2 separate regions of the Mus musculus genome follow, and region 1 is linked to region 2. The links are chromatin contacts, called in public promoter capture Hi-C maps. All regions are on one chromosome and are shown on one strand. Each heading gives the region's core, a stretch centred on a gene start, on an enhancer-like site or on the middle of the called end of the contact. The rest is flanking DNA. Distances are from core to core; before and after follow the strand shown.

Region 1 (4,552 bases), core at 59-2,558, 260 kb after region 2:
CTCTTGGCCCCATAGTTTTCTGTTGTGGCGATGTTATTGTTTGTCATATTTGGCAATGTTTACCCCAGAGAAGTAGGGCCATTGTGTGCTGGTAGCGTCTGGGAATGCACAGCCAAGTCCCAGGGGAATGGCCACTGCTGTTCTTACCACAATTAGAAATTGTCAAGCCAGGAGCAGAAGCAGGGTGGGTGCTGCCATACACTGCTGGTTCTGCCTCTCCATGGGGCTGGGGTGAGGGTCCTAGCTCCGCAGCCCCGTGTGTCTCCTTGTCCTGGCTCTCCCACTCACATCGAAGTGTGGACCTTCTCCTGCAGGGCGATGTGCTATGCTTAGTGAATTTCCTGAGAAGAGGTAGGCATTAGCTGGCTAGATGACCACCTCTGGCCTCAATTATTCAATTATTCTACCCTCTCCAAAATGAACCAGTAGATGGGAACCAGACCAGGTAACCCCAAAACTCTCCAGGTTCTAGCTCCGCTCTGAAGGGAATTTCCAGGGGTCTGGCCTCCTGTTTGCAGATGCTGACTCTGGAAAGAGCAGGGGAAGTTGGAGGTTGTTGGCAGGGGCTGGCGGACCTCTTTCCATCTCTTTGTAACTCTTCCTCTCCAAAAAGATATTCCATCCCATCAGGAGTTGCTGTTGGGCCTGGTTCAGTGCAGCAGGATGAACAACCGCCCCCAAAAGTCAGCTGAGGTCTGATATGTGATATGGTAGAAAGCTCCCAAAAGGAGGCCATGCCTCCATCTCCCTGATGCAGGCTTCTGGGGTGTTCTGATGCCATTAACGGACAGGGGTCAGACACCAAGTGCCTCTGTCTAGGCCTTCGTTTTCATGTCTGGCAGGTGACTGTTCTGTGCCCTTCAATTGAACAAGGCTGCACAGATGTAAACTGCCACAGAGGAAGGGCACATTGCTGCTATGATTCCTGTGTACGAATGTTTCTGGCGTGCTCACACCTGGTAGTGACATGAACTGATTGACACTTGCAGCCTGCAAATACGGTCCTGCAACCTGAGGCACCAAGGGAGAAGTCAGCTAGGAAGCCCGTGAGGCCTTAAGTTGTTGAATGAAGTCATGCTGCACAGGGTGGGGGGTGGGGGTGACCGTGCTGCAGGATAGAGGTGAGTCACAGTGCAAGACTGTTGGGGAGTCACCTTGAATCTGAGCCAAAAAAGCAGAAATATTGGGACTCGTTTATCAGCCTTCTATCAGGTACATCAAGTTCTGGATGGCCACCCACTGGCCAGCGACATGATGTGGACGGCTCTGCTCTACCGCCCTGGGAAGGCTCTCTGCTGGCTCTTGCCCCGCTGAGCAAAGTCCGCTTGTTCGCTGGAGTTCACACAGACTCCTTGCCAGGCCTGCCCAGAATCCTGTCTCCTCTGACTTCCTGTGTTCTTGCATAATATTTCCTTGCCTCTTGAATGGCTGGCCCCAGTGCGGGGGCAGCTCACTGGCTCTGCTGGATTGAGAGTAGGATGTGGAGGGAGGATGGGTGATATTTGGATCTAATCCGTGGGTGCTCCGCGTCCTGGTGGCAGAGCCCCTCAAACTTTTTGATGGAAGCTTTCAGCCAGAAGGGAGTGAGAGAGCATTGCAGACTGTATACACACACTCGCTCGTGCACATGCTCCCTGGCTTCTTATATTCATGAATCATCTCCCTGGGAAAATTGTTGAAGTAGTTCAATTGTTTTCTTCTGGTCATAAAAATATGAATTATTCCCATATAGTCACTGTATAAGAAGCCTAAAAGTAAAATAAATATATATATATATATAAATAAAAAACAAAAAAATGTATTATTGAAAGATAAGTTCCATTAACAGTGAATATAGTTTCTCCTACGTCAGAAAGGCTGATCCCCATGGCTATGGGATACCAGCAATATTAGCTGTATTAAGTTCTGCTTACTGATGCATCTTCATGAGACTCCCATTCACTACCCGTCCAGGCTCAAAAAGCAAGTGGTAACTGGCCCAACAATTATTTCCAAACCTGAAAAGCAATGTCTCCCCTGAAGTTCTGACCAGTATGCTCTGGAGTCCCAGAAATAACTGCAAAATCAAAGGCTGGTGCCTGTGTGAGCCTTTCTGTAGGCTTAGAGTAATTCCCATGATTACACAGGAGAAGGCTGCTTCGATGACAGCTCTGAGGGCTGGGCCTGGTCTCACTTTGGGGAAAAAAAACTCCATCTATCCACAGGGCCGTGTGTGAGTTAAGCCAGGAGCCCACTGGCTGGCAGAGCAAGTTTAACTTTGGCTTTCCAGTGCTCAAGATTTCAGGGAGGCTCTATTTAAATTTTACTTGGCTGTCACCCTTCTGAAAATTTGTAGCACTATCCGTATCTTTAAGGAAGTGACCTTTCCCCGTCCTTGTCCTTGTTAGCATGACATGAGAACTTGGAAGCGTCCATGGTGACCTGCTTCCAGTTTGATTATTGAAAACAAAACAAAACCATGCATAGATCCGGGGTTTCTGACTTACCTCTGGAAACTGTACTTTCTACAGGGTGGCCATGAGAGTTTGCAGGCCACCTGCTAAAAGTTGACAACCTGAGAGTCTGCAGTAGACAACACACACAGCATGCTTCTGTGTTGGATCTGAGTGTCTCCTGCATCTGTCTGTTTTCTTTGCTTCTCCTTTAAACTGGGTTAACCATCCTCCATATTGGTACTGGGGATAGATAGCACCCAGGGCCTCACAGATTGCTAGAAAAGTGCTCTACCAATGAGCAACGTCCTCTGCTCAATGAGTGTGTGTGTGTGTGTGTGTGTGTGTGTGTGTGTGTGTGTGTGTGTAAATATCAGAAACTTGGTTAAATAAATATATGTAACATACAATATACTTATATAATATATGTGTATATATTATATATCTCCATCCCAAAGTTCTCTGTTTGAGACTGGACTTAATACTTCCCGTTGGGAATTGCTTATAAGGTTTTACTTTTTAGTAAAGAAAAGTTGTTTGTTTCCTAAACTCTCTGGCTTAAACTTTTTACTTAAGTCAAAAAGCAAGAGAATACCTCTCGGCTTGAATACCTTTATTTTTAAAGCTCAAGAGTCTTTTTTAAAACAAAAACTTGCTACAGAACTTGGCACCAGGGGACTGCAAGGATTTACCTTATTTTGATGATAGCTGCCTGCAAACGATCTATTAGAATAATCTGCATAATTGCAGTCTCCCCTTCAGTTTATTCAGCCTGCACTCCCTAGTCTAGATTTACTGGCCAGACTGTTATTACATCAAATTCCTTGATGCTGTATTCCTGAGGACTGATGGAACTAAGAGTTACAGAGAGGAATCAGCGACCTTTGTCTGCTTTTCAGAATTCTTCAGAACATACTGATTTAGCCAGGGGCTTTTGCGATTGCTCTCCTTACTGGGTCAGTACCTGATTTTGCTGGGTTTCTGGCCACACATGTGCGTTTGGGAAGCAGGATAGATAGGGCGAGAAACCTGAATTGGCAGTCAGAGTTATGAAACAGGACTTTGTTACAATTGATAGGTCTGTACAGTGGACGCACAGCAGCTGTTGGCATGGTAACTCCTACGTGGCAGAGTGCATGGAGCCCGCAGATGACTTTAGCAGCGCTCCGTGTTAATTTGATAAATGGCTTTTTTAATAGTAGTTTGTGGGCTAATGGAAAGATTGAAGCGAACCCTCGTTAATGGAAGGGAGGATGGAGATTTTGAAGCCACTGGGTGAAGTCGGAGAGTCCCAGCCAAGTCTCCATTTTCAGCTCAGTGTCTCTTTTCATGTGCCTGAAGTGTGGCAAACCAAAGTACAGTAGGGAGCCTGCCTTGAGAGTAGGCATCGGCCCTGGGCTCCGGCTTACGAGTGAAGAGGCTTCAGGGTCCTTATTCAATACAGTTGCTTTGTGCAGGGGCTTAGCTTAGGGCCACTGTAAGAAGTCTACATTGTGTTTTCTTTTTCCTTAGTGGTAATGGGGCAGGGGTTATGGTGGCCGACAGGTCTGGCATATTTAGCCGTTTGGTTGGTTGTATTGTGGTTATTTGGGTTCTCAGAGGGGTTGTTTATTTTTGTCTCTGGTTTGTTTGTTGACATAGGGTCTCGTAACCCAGGCTGGCCTCAGATGCCCTACATATATATATCTCTGAGGATGACCCTGGACCTCTGATCCTTCTACTGCCAGCTCCAGGGTGCTGGGGTCATAGGCGTGAACCACCTTGCCTAGCTAATGTGGTATCGGGGATTGAACACAGAGCTTCTGCCTGCTAGATGACACTCTATCAATTAACGGCATCTCCTCCTGGTTTCGGCCATCTTTCATTGTGTGAGAATACATAATCACACCACACTGCTGGCCCACTCAAGGAGCCTCTCTGCAACCCACACTGAAGCTCTGCGTTCCTTATATAGCGCTCGACAAACACCTCTGGGGGATGGATCTCCTCACTGTGTTGCCAAAGCAAAACCTGGGGTTTTTTGCCTTTCTGGCAAGTTCCCAGGAGACGCGGACATTACCGGTTCTCAGTCCACATGCTGAGAACTTGGTGCTTTACACTAATGCGGAGAAAATTGGGAA
Region 2 (4,699 bases), core at 1,801-4,300:
ACTCATTTTGATAGACCTTTGGTAGACAACAGAAACCCCCAGAGGTGGGACTTCAAAGAAGGGAGAGAGTCCTTGTGAGGCGTATCTTACCCCAGCCCTCCCCCGTACTCCGTACTTCCTGCTTCCACTCACCATTGGCGCTTGGCATGATGTTGCAAACCACAGGTCCAGAAGCCATGGAGCCGTGTGAGCGTGGGCTTAAGCCATGAACCCAAACAAACGTGGCCTTTTAGTTGATGTTCTTGGGCATTTTGTCCTAGATGGCTACTAGTGCTAGTTCAGAACGTTGGAGAGAGGCATCTTCTAGGCGGGCTAGTGTTCCTCTTCCTCTTCAGGGCCAGCCCTGGCTCAGTAATGCTAGAGTATAGCCAACATCTCATAGAGTACTCCAAAATGCCAGGGTCAACCTCAAGCAGTTTAAATACTGCTAACCCAGTCTTTACACTGCCCCCAAGGAGTAGGAATATCGTCCTGCGAGGCCACACAGCAAAAAGTGACAGAGCCTGAATTCAAACTCACTTAGTTGGCTTCCAGAAACTTCATGTTGTCTGACTGCTCCGAGGAGGATGGAGTCTAAAGATGAACAAACAGAGAGACTAGAATCCCAAGAGGATAATATATAACTGAAATGTCAGCTGGCTTGTTTATAGGGAGGTAGCCAGAATCTGATACATTGTAACCCAGGGATCTCTGGGACGACTGTTTAGGGATGGTATCTTGGGCAATCCGTGTTGAACGTGGAAAGCAAGAGGATAAGTAGAGCCCTCTTCCTGGAATGAAGATGAATGTCATTGGCAGAGCCAATAGGAAGTTGCAGCCCCCACCCCCACTGGAACATTCTGTTTTCACCATGATGTTCCAAGGGGAACACCAGCATGGGTCCCAGGCAACAAGAATTTTCTCCGTCCTTAGTGTGGGTGGATGTAAAAAGAAATGCCTCTGCTGGCCCAGGACCGCATCCACGTGAGATTCATCAGCAACGTGTAAGCCGCGTAATGAGGAATGTCTGTGTGCAAGATGCTAAGGAGCTAAGCTTCTTGCCTGGGTCTGCCTGCTAGCACTGGACCTGCTCGCCTCGCTCCAGGCTTGGATTCTATCCCAATAGGCTGGCTGTTCTCCCATGTCCTCTAGGACTGTGGAAGGCACAGTGTAGCAAGAGCCTGAGGATCAGAGAAGCCAGAGAAGGCCATCTTTGATCTCCCTTGAGCTGCCACCACTTGAACAGCACAGGCTAATTCTGTTTTGGGTTTTGGGCAACAGCTTGAATCCAACTTGTTTTTTTTTTTTTTTTTTTCAAGTTCTAGCTTATGGGCATTTTCTAGGTTAACCCGTGTTATTACTAAAAACATACTATCACCACCAAATAAAGTGCTAGGATATTGTTGAAACACTTCTGTAGTCATAATTATCCAGTTTTATTCTTTTGAGAAAGTTTATTAGTGATCTTGGAAGCCACATTAATCAGGGAAAAAATAGCTTAGATAACTAGATAAAGCGTGTGCTCCAGGGACCAGGTAAGCACAGGAAGTTGGGACCCGGTAAATGTAGACAGAAACAGTTAGCTTCCCAAACCATTGCAAGTGGCAGGTGCTTGCACTTGTGAAGTTGTTCTTGTTTGGGGGGAGGGGGAGGGTGCTTGTTTGTTTGTTTGTTTTCTTTTTGTTTTGTTTGGGAAGTTTTTGTTATTTTTAAATAGACACCTGTTCTATAGCCCAGGCTAACCTCCAACTTGCTAGTTAGCCCTAAGTGAAGTTGAATTCATGACCCTCCCGCCTTAGCTGCCCAACTTTGGGGATTACACACTCCACTTGGCAGAAAACTGGAAAATAAAATCTGACCTTAAAAAAAAAAAACCTGATAAATTTAGGACTGAACTGTTCACCTTTCCAAAGAAAGTCAATTCCCATTATAAAAAATTGTATGAAGGATAGAGGCGTTCAATGGAGTAACTGAAACCTGATGTGTTAAAATACACCTGTACCATGAACCAGCCACTAAGGAAGAAGTGTTCTGTGCGTGTGTGTGTGTGTGTGTGTGTGTGTGTGTGTGTGTGAGAGAGAGAGAGAGAGAGAGACAGACAGAGAGAGAGATTGATTCAAGAAGCTGATGTTTTTACAGTTTCTATCATGTGTGCCATTTCCCAAAGCTCACTATAGCCACTGACAGATCCTTCCAGTGGCTGTAGGAGGCGGGTGTCCTGAGGCACGGTAATGCTAACCAGGGACAGAGCTCTGATTGGAGCTGGGTGGCCTCTGCTCCCTTCCCACCTGTTATCCGTGCACTGTGTCAGATGTTACACTCTTGGCTTTAGGACATAATTTCGTGTCTTCCTTACCAGTCACCCCTGCACCCCTCCTTTCACGGATAAGGACACTGAGGTCGGGGTGGGTATTTCATCATAACTCCATAGCCAAGGGAGCCACCAAAGTGCCTTGGGCTTCCTCCTCTTCCCGTGGCCTCCTTCATCCCCCAGTGCCAGGATGCCCAGGTAAAGGTGAATGGATCCCGAGACAGCAGGCAGGGGCAGAGCTGAAACTGCCCAGAGGCAAGCCTGTTCCTGTGTACTCACTGCGAAAACATCATGGAAAGAGTCGCTTATTCTTTGTGTGTGGGAAAGCTTTTCTTACAATGCTGCCTAACTCCTGAGCCTTAAAGTAAACAGCTACATCATCCCGTACAGAGGCAGGAAAAGGAAACTTCAGCACTGAAAAAAAAAGTAAGTGGAGGAAATGCTGTTTAAGGGGGATTTTCTGGAGCCCCTATGACTGAAGGCTTTGCAGCTAATGAACCCCCCACACACACTGACCAAGCCATGTGTCTGAATAAATGTCTCCCAAACTGCACCTATCCTAAATGTCCTTCCTGTGACACAAAGAGGGGAAGACACCCCCAAAGCAAGACTAGAAGATCCTGTAACCCTGCTAAGCTACTTCTACTTAGGGAGTTGTAACAATGTTTTCATGTGCAAAACTGGTGGAGGTGACCTAGTGTCCAGTGCCACTGCCTGCTGAGAGCCTTACATCATGGAGAGACCGTGATCTCGGCGGTGGCTTCCTCATCTGAGAAGATGCACAGGATGACAGACCTCTCAGCACATGGCTAGGCCATCGCTGGAGATGCTTCTGGCGGCCTGGAAATCCAGCTCTCTCTCTCTCTCTCTCTCTCTCTCTCTCTCTCTCTCTCTCTCTCTCTCTCTCTCTCAGCAGTCTGTCAGCTGGCCAGCTTGTCGACTGCCTGTGCCCTTTAAACGACAGCAGGAGTCTCTAGAGGGTTTTCTGGCTTGCTAGCCGGGCTTAAGCATTTCCTGTCATCCCAGAATCCCTCTGGGCAGTGGCGTTGGGCGGTAGGGTGGGGGTGTAGAACATACAATTTTCAGAATGACTTGGGTGTTGCAACTGCTTACCCACCGTGGGAATTCCCCAGGCCTGCCCCTTCTCCCTCTGCTGGTATTTCCGAAAAACTCTTGCACTCTCCAATGTGATGCCCTAGACGGGGAACAGCTATCCTGGGGGTCTGAAATTAACCTCCCCAGGCATGGCCAGGGACCGTTTCAGGGCAAATTATCCTTATGTCCAACCAATAGGGATGACTTCCCCATCTAAACCGCGTGGCTCTTCCCTCTTCTGGCATCATTCTGCTTCTCCTTGCTTTGTCGCACATCGGGTATTTTTTCCCCTTGCTACCCTGGGGTCCCTGTTGGTTTTGTCATCTACAGGATCAGCACGGCTTTCTTTCTGAAAATTGTCTTCATTTTGCATCCCCTCTTCTGATTGGTGGAAACTTATCTGAGGTTCTGCCTTGCACAGTTCCTGAATACGCTGAATGGCCCAGAGTGTGTGCTAACTTCAGGCACCCTCCACGTGATGAGGTAGCACACACCATGCAAATAAAAATGTACCTTTAAGTGGGCTTTCCTCTGTAACTATTTTGGATAGTAACAGAAACATCAGACTGGGGGAAGGTAGCCATTTAGATTTTTAGTTGAAGTCAGTCATTCATAGACATTTTCAAAACCGATCAAAATAGCTTACCTACATTTGCTGTCAAGTTCCGCACATTGGGACAACTCTCGTAGCCTAGAAAGTAAGATGTCAGTATCTCTTGGATCTTAACCTGCTTGCTGAAGTTTCAGTCCTTGCTTCCTGGACATTCCAGCCCACAAAGCCATGCCTATTGCAGTTGGTATGAGTGAACCATCCCTGCCTATGTAGTTTTCCTGATGTCAGGCACTCTTCCATCTTGGCTCTCACGCAGACTCCTTTATCCACCCTGACTCTCTGCTGTCTGTATATCCTTCATCTCATTAGCATGTGCCACACACCTAGCCTTTTTAGATCTGTGTGTATGAACTGGCCTTTAACCCTACCTAGCATTTGGGAAACCAAGGGAAGCAGAGCTCTGTGAGCTCAAGGACAACCTCATCTACACAGTGAGTTCAAGGACAGCTAGGGCTACACAGTAAGACTGATCTAAATCCACAACACTAATAGAATAGGTTTGTGTGTATAATCATCTTCCCCCAACTCAGTTCTGAGCATCCCTATACACATAGTTGTCTGTGTGCATAGGGATTCTAGTTACCCACCATAACTATAGGGACCAGGCTTACCCACTGTAACCCCCCAGTGCACACACCTTACACCAGTGATGTGAGTGAGGGCCACACCGATCAGAAATCCTTTCCAGAATTAAAATTAGC

Evidence for each region. Capture Hi-C pulls out chosen DNA fragments and counts their contacts.
Region 1: a contact with region 2 is called in a promoter capture Hi-C map of adipose tissue. The contact joins two enhancer-like sites. A contact is called at or near these places in 3 of 39 promoter capture datasets (frontonasal cranial neural crest, pre-B cells and stem cell-derived epiblast-like cells), 6 of 484 Hi-C or Micro-C datasets (the HPC-7 cell line, bone marrow-derived macrophages, extraembryonic endoderm stem cells and 2 more), 7 of 115 datasets of contacts at active chromatin or transcription factors (astrocytes, differentiating embryonic stem cells, embryonic stem cells and 4 more) and 3 of 9 other capture datasets (adipose tissue, liver and pancreatic islet).

The regions. Positions count from the first base shown.
Region 1 is chr17:86,768,698-86,773,249 of GRCm38.p6, forward strand. The region is part of intron 1 of Epas1 (endothelial PAS domain protein 1); the gene reads left to right. Among named protein-coding and RNA genes, the nearest start is that of Epas1, 17 kb to the left of the region's middle. Within about 2 kb of position 1,309, at least 92 of the 459 cell types and tissues checked have an H3K27ac peak or open chromatin away from gene starts, as enhancers often do. A contact at or near this core is called in adipose tissue, where this site is marked.
Region 2 is chr17:86,504,446-86,509,144 of GRCm38.p6, forward strand. The region is part of intron 10 of Prkce (protein kinase C, epsilon); the gene reads left to right. Among named protein-coding and RNA genes, the nearest start is that of Gm30284, 62 kb to the left of the region's middle. Within about 2 kb of position 3,051, at least 31 of the 459 cell types and tissues checked have an H3K27ac peak or open chromatin away from gene starts, as enhancers often do. A contact at or near this core is called in adipose tissue, where this site is marked.